2 separate regions of the Solanum lycopersicum genome follow, and region 2 is linked to region 1. Evidence: chromatin contacts called from public promoter capture Hi-C data. All regions are on one chromosome and are shown on one strand. The core of a region is the stretch at or near the end of the contact, and the rest is flanking DNA. Distances in the headings are between cores, read along the strand shown.

Region 1 (4,834 bases), core at 699-3,198:
ACTAAAGTAATGAGAGTGATGATGCCTTGGTATAAAAGAAGGTTTGATGAACTAAAGTAATGAGATTGATGATGCCTTGATATAAAAGAAGGCTTGATGAATTAATAGAATGAGATTAGGGGATCGGGTGTCACGAACCGACACGTAGAATTAGGGGATCGGGTGTCACGAACCGACACGTAGAATTAGAGGATCGGGTGTCACGAACCGACACGTAGAATTAGGGGATCGGGTGTCACGAACCGACACGTAGAACTAGGGGATCGGAGTGTCACGTTCCGACACATAGTAGTAGGGGAGCAGAGTGTCACGTACCGACACAAGAATAAAGGTGATGAATCTTGAAAGATGTTAATATACGCAATCTAATAAACCTAATTTCCAAATGAGTATGGTATTGAGGCTTGAGTCCTCATGTGTGAACTTGGCGGTACTTATTAACGATTATAGTACTTGTTGTTGCTACATGTTGAGTAATGTAGTTGATTTTATATTATTATTTGATATATATTGTTTTCTATTTTGAGTTGGCCGATGATATCTACTCAGTACCCGTGTTTTGTACTGACCCCTACTTGTATGTCTCTTTCTTTGTTATATGTGGAGTGCAGCAAACATACCGTCAACTTCAACTCAACCGCAACTCTAGCCAGTCTTCATTATTCCGGATTTCAGGGTGAGCTAATGCTTCTAGCTTGGACTGGATCTTCCTCTTCATGTCTTGATGCCTTGAAGTTCCGGCATGGACTAGCTTTTTATGTATTTTAGCTTCTTAGATACTCTTAGATTTGTAATTTGAGGATAGATGTTCTTGTGATGATGACTTCCAGATTTTGGGATAATAAAAGTTGTCGAGTTTTTAGAAGTTATTTAATTGATTTTCATTAATGAGTTTAAGTCTTCCGCATTATATTGTGTTATTATATTCGCAATGTTGGGCTTTGTATTGATTGGTTCGCTCACATAGGAGGGTAAGTGTGGGTGCCAGTCGCGGCCCGATTTGGGTCGTGACATGATCTCATACCCTCATACTTTGCCTACAGAGGACTTGCTCTATGCAATATGGCACATGAATCATTTTTGCTTCCTCCACAATAACTAGTCAGAAACATGAACATAATTAACATTTAGGTCTCCTGTCCAAGAAAAACTGAATCTTGCATAAAATAATGTATTACTTATACAACGTTTCATTTCCGGCATAAAACTCTGCATTACCAAGTACTAGAATGCCATCAAGCATTTTCACTATATCTTCTAGGATTTTCGACCAACAAATATCTATAGATTAATTTAAACCACAAGTTTCAAAAACCTTTCTATTTTCTTAACACCATGCAAGCCGGACGTTGCCACATAAAATGGGACAAAGAAAGTAATATTGTTGAACTTGAAACCTCATTGTTCTCAACCGTGATTGCCCACTCGGTCACTGCCACGTCGCTATTTCATAGTATTTACTCCGTCCGTCTCAATTTGTTTGTTTTAGTTTCCTTTGTAGTTCTAAGTCAAAACCAGACAAATAAATTGAAATAAATAAAGCATGATTCTACCTTTCTTCTTCTTTGCTATTAGTGTTCATATGTAAAATTACAGGGTTACTAAATTATTCACTGAATAACAACAATCTTATAATTCCTGCTAAAATTGTCTGTTAACTATTTCACTAATTCAACTCATGATTATCAATATTATGTCGAAAAATCAAAAAAAAATACCTTTTCAATACGGGGAAAGTGAGCACGCATCATGCGAAGAGCCACCAGTGTATCACTGAAGTTGAAATTTTCTTCAAGTGATAGTAATTGGTCGTCGTTGAGGTCCGATTCCGGCTCGGGACAGGGCTCGCCGGCGCGTTGCCGTTTCCGGCTTGTTGATGGGCTCGAATTGTCCATTGTTGATACGTAACGAAAATTCTCAGATTACGATATTAAACAACACAAAATTAAATTCATTAAATTCCCAAATTATCGAATGTAAAAGGTCAATTTTGCCCTTGTTTCCTTAGATTTTTCCGATTTTGCCCTCGTGTTAATTCTTTTACTCCCTCCGTCTCATTTCATGTGGCAATATTTGACCGGGCACGGAGTTTAAGAAATAATGAAGACTTTAAAATGTTTACCAAATTGTTCTTCCAAAAGTAAACTCATTTTTCTCTCTCCTGTATTAGGTTATCTTTAAAATTAAGTGAGATCAACAAGGGTAAAAGAGGAATTATACTTTTAAATACTTAACATATGAAGAAATGTGATTTTTTTTTAAACGGACTAAAAAAGGAAATGATGTCACATAAAATAGAATGAATGAGTATCTAACAACATACTTCCTTCAAACATTTTCATTTGTTCAGTATTTGATTTGACGATCATATTTGTGTGCTTAGGTAGACAATCATATGACATATTTTTTATACATTGGATACTACTTTATGAGTTGTAGCAATCTGTTAAAAAAGGATGGTGTGATCCAATAGCTAAACAAAGAGATAGTTTTGAGATCAAAAACAAATGAAGGGTATATGTTATTTATTTTAAATAGTTTACAGGTTACATGCAGCATAAGATCCTTCTTTGTTTGTCTAACTCAAGCAAGATAATAGCAAACACTCGAAATAATTATGGAACACATGCAAATTCAAATTGAAAGATAAGGACGACAAGTCAAAGCAGAAAGAAAGCCTTAGCTAGAGCAATATCAAGGCAATTCACTTGATATATATTTGAGTTGATTTGTATTATATCATATACGACACTTATTATAACATATAGAACGTGTGTGTACTTGGGCACACTAAATATTGAAGAATATAATTTTTTAGCTGAATTCAAATTAAAAAAAACGTTTATATGTTATGCTGATTATTATAAAAACTTAATATAAATTAGTATGATTTGATATAATTTTCGAGTAAGGATAAAATTTTACTTGAATTTAATGAATAATGTTATTATCCAAATAACATATGGTATGAGGAGACAATAAGCTATAATTTTTAATACACAAATAACTTTTTCGTAACTAATTATTAAATAAAATATGCCTTGATCAATATGAGAAAGACACACTCAAGCACTCAATCTATAAACAACTTAAACTTAAAACTCAATCTTACTCAATAAGCACTTTTTTTTTAGTAAAAGTGCTTATTTTTTTCATAAAAAATATTTAAATTGTTCTCAGTGATATCAAATTCTATAATCATTCAATTTACCTTTAATCAAACGTTATTTCTAGTTACGCACTCTACTTTTATTATCCAATTCAATTTTATGAAACAAAATTGACGTATTACCATAAATCTCATTTGTAAAATATCATTTTTCTTTTTTGATTTTTTTTTTTGACCAAATCAAATATATTGGATTCCATACCAAACCCACCGTAAATTCAAAAATATTGTGCCACCTTTAAATTAGTTGATATCTCAATATCTTTTATTTAACTCCCTTAGAATTTACTTCTCTTTTTTTTTCTTTTTCATCATTTTCCCACCATATTTTTTCTTCTATATATATCTATTCTCATCTCTTTTTTCTTCACTTCAAATTACTCAACCAAAACGATGTCGTTTGATGAAGATGAAGAATCCTTCGAGCACACGCTCCTAGTAGTGCGTGAAGTTAACGTCTTCAAAATTCCTCCTCGGCCAACCTCCGGCGGCTACAAATGCGGCGAGTGGCTTCAAACCGACAAGATCTGGTCGGGTAGGCTCCGGGTCGTGTCATGTAAGGATCGGTGCGAGATCCGATTAGAGGATCCCAATTCCGGCGAGTTGTTCGCAGCTTGTTTCGTGCCGCCGGGACAGAGGGAGAATTCGGTGGAATCGGTGCTTGATTCGTCGAGGTACTTTGTGTTGAAGATCGAAGATGGTACAGGGAAGCATGCGTTTATTGGGTTAGGGTTTAGCGAGAGGAATGAAGCGTTTGATTTCAATGTAGCGTTATCGGATCATGAGAAGTATGTGAAGAGAGATATTGAGAAAGATGGTGATGAAGCTGAGACGAGTAGTGATGGTCATATTGATATTCATCCTGCTGTTAACCATCGATTAAAGGTATTATGTTTTAGCTTGATAATGTAGTTTTGTACTTAATGATGAGTAGTAGTACTGCAGCTATATGTTGATTGTGCTCTTCAAAAATGTTGCTTGGATGCTTTTTGGATCCTTTGAAATCAATTAGTGCATATTTGGAGGATTGAACATGGTTGCCATGGCATTTTTGGAGGGTCGGAGTAACATAGTTGAACATATTGTCTTTTTGGATAGTTAATATCAGTATGTATTTTTAGTATATAGTCAAACATGAGAACACGACAATGAGCTCGTAGATCCATCCATGATAATGCCTTGTGCTTCTCTGGTAATTAATTGAGTAGTGTTAGAACCTTAGTGTGCATTTGGCTGCAGGGCCCATATATTTTGAAGTTGTGATTTTTGGAATTTGATTTGTGATAAATTTTACTAGGCTTTGTTTGACTGAATTTGTGCCAAAATTGCCGCTTGGTGGTCTGACTAAATCTGTAATCAACTATAAGCAGCTTAGGTTGAAGTTGAACGAATATATGATTCTGATTAAACGGTCATAAAAAATGAAAATAGGATGTGAACCCTGTGGATTCTAAAAAAGCTCCCTTTCCTCCCTTTTTAAAATTTGTATAGACTGGAATAGATACAGAAAATTCATGTAGCTAACTCCCATCTAACTTGTGATTAAAGTGTAGTTGATTGATTGTTTTCTTCTAAATGTTTTATGAGTGGGATGGTGGTGATTAGAAAGAATAACCTGTCTTTTGAAAAACATGACTTGACATTTCAAAATGGAAATATGTTTCA
Region 2 (4,834 bases), core at 1,569-4,068, 100 kb before region 1:
ATCCTTGGTCAAGAGAATTTGGATCATGATATGAAATGAGTCATATTTCTATTTTTCTAATGATTGCAGGTGAATTTTATTCACCATTAACAAGGTATTACCTCTTTGAGTATCAATGTACCAAAGTTAGTAGCTTCACAGGTAGTCCAACTAGTAAGAAAAAATAAAAAATCTCCCAGTAGTAAAAACAACATTCATTGTATAAATTAATGTTGACTATTACTCCATTGATTGTTGCAAATATACATTTACTTTCCCTGTTGCAGAAAATTGCTACATTACTGATATTGTAAAAGATACAAATATAATAGCACACCGTGTACTTGACTCGACATGCCCATCTGGAATGGAAAGTTGAATAAGCTTGCTGAACATAGCGAGACTAAGAGAGAATATGAATCTTTGTACCTATCGGACAACTAATCACACACCTTACACACATTTGTATTGCTTTTGCATTATGATTGGTCATGGTATTACATTATAAGAGAGTTAGTTATATTGCTCCAACATGGATGAACATATGTGTGGCCTGGGAAGAGTACATCGGACTTACCAAAGCTCGACAAAATATCCTCACAACGATTTTGGTACTCAGTCACGTAGGTTACCTGTTCGAGATTGGCGCTTCACTCTGCTGCAGACTCATATCATTTCTGTTTCAATCGAATTTTCATCTTATCAGCAAAACGCAACCAATCACTTAATTGATTATTCCTAAATAACCACGGGTACCATTGTAATGCTTCACCATCAAGGTAGAGCGACACCACATTAAGCTTTTGATCTTCCTCAATTTTATAAAAATCGAAATAATGTATAGCTTGAACTATCCAAGCCTCCTGATTCTCTCCTCGGAACTGTCATAGTTTGGCAACCATAATTGTGTTTCTAGGTTCAAAAGATGTCCAAGCCTTTTCCCCCCGGATTGAATCATCAACGAAATTTTCAGTTAAGAATTGATTTTATTCATCAATTTGATTTTTTATAAAAGCATAAATTCAATTAAAATTAGAAGTTCATTCTAGCACTTGCCAAACATTCTCTGTTTGAAATGTATGCAACTATGCTTGTGCAATCCTAGTATTATTCTGAAGAAAATATCATCACCAACACTTAGAACATCCACTGAGAGTAAATGTCTATTTATCTCTATTTAGTACTATTATAGTTGATTTTAAGCATAAGCATCGGATGATCTTGAGGCCTCAACTATTTCCTTAGGGGCCTAACCACTTAGAAATTATAGTGATCTAAACAAATGAAAGAGTACCTTAACTTTTTTTAATCCCTGAAGCTCTAGAAGCTCTCCTGTTAATTTCAGTTCCAAATAAGAATATAATGTATTAATACAAGTATATAGAGATAAGTGAACATTGAGGGCACATTTAACAGCTAAAAAAGAATTAATTAACAAACAAAGGGGAAACTATATAGACCTTACTCCAGCATAAACAAAAGGATATATGGAGACGATAACTCCAAATTTTAAGACGAAACAAGGCACTTGTTAGCGACACCATTTCAGACAAAGTGGCCCCAAAAGATCTGTAGACACAGAATGTCTCGAAGAATCTGTAGAATCACCCTAAGCTCTTGAAGTTCCTTACTAGTGTTGGCAATCTCCTCCATCACAAGTGCCTTAATTAAAGCGTAAGCTGGATAACCAATTATGCAAAAGAGCCACTGGACAAGAAGAGCTCAAAAGCTAATGAAGCGTCTAACTAGGAAAGATAAACATGAATTGTCAAAATGTAGGATTTGTGCAACATTAAGTTATTCTTCATATGGCAGACCAATAAATTATTCAAAGAGTTCACTCGACATGAATTGTTTAACTATGTTATCTCAGTAAACACTGAAGTTCATTACACTGTTTATTTATCCCTGACATTTATCAGATTCAGCAACACAATTAATATATTAGGATTATTGTTCTTTCTCTTGGAAACTTCTGGTTTTACAACTAACAATCAATTTATCTATTCTATCACAAACACAGTTCATGTATCCCTTCTCAGGAAAAAAAAACAGTTAATGTATCGAGCCATGACTATTGAAAACACGCACCAGCAACAGGTATCAGATAACTCCGCTGAAATTTGAACTTGAGTTCTCTCAATCACTTCATTGACTTCAAACTGAGAGTATTGAAAGTTTGATTAACTTTCTTATCTCTTTCCTTTATGGCAGATAAGCAAAGTTAAAGGTCACAGTTATCCACTGAAGTCAAGCTAAATGTCATTTTAATGTACTATGCCTAGAAAGAATAAATATAACTTGGAAAAATGTTGAATTTCTTTTGTAAGTGTACAAAGTTAAAATTATGAAAACAAGTATTTGGAGTTTCTAAAATTTTGGAATATTCTGGCAAAATTTGAGCGGAGAAATGTGACAGTTCACGTCCAAATCTCCAGAGTCTTCATACATAGAAGTGTCAAACAAATTGGCAGGTTCTTACACCTTTTACTGTTCTAAAAAGATGTCTACAATTTGTTTCATCAAAGCCCCGACGGAACTATTAAGTAGACGACGTTAGTAAAATAACAAGCAACCAAAGCAGTTACGAGAGATCACTTTTTTCCCAGGGGATTTTTCTAGTAAGATTTTAATCAAGCACATTATCTACTAAATATATAGCGAGTTAGTATCATTATACTTTGTGTACAAATTAAATTTCGATTACTCTGGGTAAACAAGCCATATAGTATGCTATTAATTATTTTAGTTGAGAATGAATGCCTGTACAGTCCCAATGTCAGTTGACTGACTGACTTGTTCAAACCTATTTATTATGTCATTTTCTTGGTATTTTCTCCTCCACACAAACAAAGAACATACATATAAGATATTTCATCAACTGAAAAGGTTCCTATCGTCTCTAATTACAACTCTGTGTTTAAACTTGTTATCTACATCAGATCCGGAGAATTACTGTCATGGAAAGAAGCAACCTACAGGTATCTTATATTTACTTGGATCATTATTTTATTATAGTATATAATCAAAATTTGAAGGTAAACAAAATAAAATAATGCAGGTAGATTCTCGAGCTAATTTCACCCTTGATCAATGAACTTTACTTGTGTATATGTAATATTCTAAAAACTATTTATTGTCCACTAAATTCACTAAACCTTATGTGTTCTATCATTGAAGTCACTGAACTATGTGTTAGCAGTTATTGCAGGGTAGAAATGTGGCTTTGTAAATTTGATTGGTCTTTTGGCAGATGTCATTTTCTGCTCTTCGCACGGACGTTGCCAATGTTCTGGAGAGATTAAAGAATGAACAAGATCAAAAGGATGTTGATGTGGATCTAATTGAAAAGCTAAAATTGGAGCTGGCATTTATTTGTACATATGTCCAGCTTTCTTATTCCGATTTGGATCAGTTTGAAGATATAATGACAAGAGGATGAGAATCTGCTTCAACCAATTTTGGATGATGATGTCCTTACTAGACTCACCAGTAATATGGATGACTGTATCAGCTTGTATCATCGTTCTTATAAATCAGATGCTATCATGATGGATGAGCAATTGGACTTCCTCCTCTTGAATCTCTATCATCTAGCGAGGCATCATGCTGAAAAGATGTTACCTAGAGTGACACAATATGTGTTGGGTTTTATTTGCCCTGATTTCTTACCATAAATAGGTTTTCCTTTTAGGAAAAAGGTTTTGAATTGACTATTCTTTTTTTTGGTAGGAAAAGGTTTAGGACTCTATAAATAAAGGCATGTTCCTTCTAACTTAATTAGCATTCACAATGTAGTTTTAAGGGCTTTGAGAGTTTTGGTTAGAGCGAGAATTTGTGAACCTCTCATGTATTCCGAGTGAATTGGTTGAGGTTGTTTCCCTCTGTATTTTGTACTCTCACATTTATAGTGGATTGCTCATCTCCTTTGTGGACGTAGGTCGATTGACCGAACCACGTTAAATCTTTGTGTCTTTTGATATATTTCTCGTTGTCTTCTTACTCGTGGTCTTTCGAGGTTTGCTTTGCTAGCTTCCGCGTTTACACCTGCTTATTTTCGTTCCTAACAATATGAGGTTCTTCAGAATGTATGTGGAAACGTAAGAGATTTCCATGGATTGATAGTGAATGGTCGCATTAAGCATGAGATGGTTGAGAATGTCTTACCTCTGTTTCAACTGATGGCTGAGAGAGTAGGACGCTTCCTTTGGGAAGATCAGACTGATGAAGACTCTCGACTCGCCCAGCTAGATGAGAATGATCAGAATGTTAAAGACTCTCGACTCTTCAAGTTAGCACATTTACTCTTGAAGATTGTTCCAACTGAACTGGAGCTTATGCGCATATATTTTACAAATTTGAAAGCTTCAACTTCAGAAGAAGATGGACTCTTCATTAAGCAGCTCCTGGAAACCTCTCCGGACATTCTTCGGGAATATCTTATTCATCTACAAGAGCATATGATAACTGTCATTACCCCTAGCACTTCAGGGGCTCGAAACATTCATGTCATGATGGAATTCCTGTTGATTATCCTTTCTGATATGCTTAAGGACTTTATTCATCATGACAAACTTTTTGATCTCTTGGATCGTGTTGGAACACTTACCAGAGATGTATCAACTCTTGTACACGACTTCGAGATAATGGTCTCTTACATCTTATTTTCTCACTTCCCACTACCATAAAGAAGATGAAGCTTATCAAAGACGAGGTCTCTGATTTACATGAGAAGATCCCCAAGAACAGAGGTCTCATCGTTGTGAACTCTCTCAAGAAACCGGTTGAGAGAAAGTCATTGACAACTGATAAAATAATTGTAGGTTTTGAGGAGGAGACAAACTTGATACTTAGA

Evidence for each region. Promoter capture Hi-C pulls out the DNA fragments that hold promoters and counts their contacts.
Region 2: a contact with region 1 is called in a promoter capture Hi-C map of leaf, with 7 times the contacts expected there. The contact joins the enhancer-like site here to the promoter of LOC101268188 in region 1. A contact is called at or near these places in 1 of 1 promoter capture datasets (leaf), 3 of 8 Hi-C or Micro-C datasets (all in leaf) and 1 of 1 datasets of contacts at active chromatin or transcription factors (leaf).

The regions. Positions count from the first base shown.
Region 1 is chr6:2,241,392-2,246,225 of SLM_r2.1, reverse strand. LOC101268188 reads right to left here and starts at 1,948. Exons shown (of 7, transcript XM_004240447.5): 1 at 1,719-1,948. The coding sequence starts at 1,895. LOC101267896 reads left to right here and starts at 3,384. Exons shown (of 3, transcript XM_010323523.4): 1 at 3,384-4,054. The coding sequence starts at 3,563.
Region 2 is chr6:2,346,600-2,351,433 of SLM_r2.1, reverse strand. It overlaps the pseudogene Mi-1A. Among protein-coding and RNA genes, the nearest start is that of Mi-1B, 8.9 kb to the left of the region's middle. Within about 2 kb of position 2,818, at least 2 of the 2 cell types and tissues checked have open chromatin away from gene starts, as enhancers often do. A contact at or near this core is called in leaf, where this site is marked.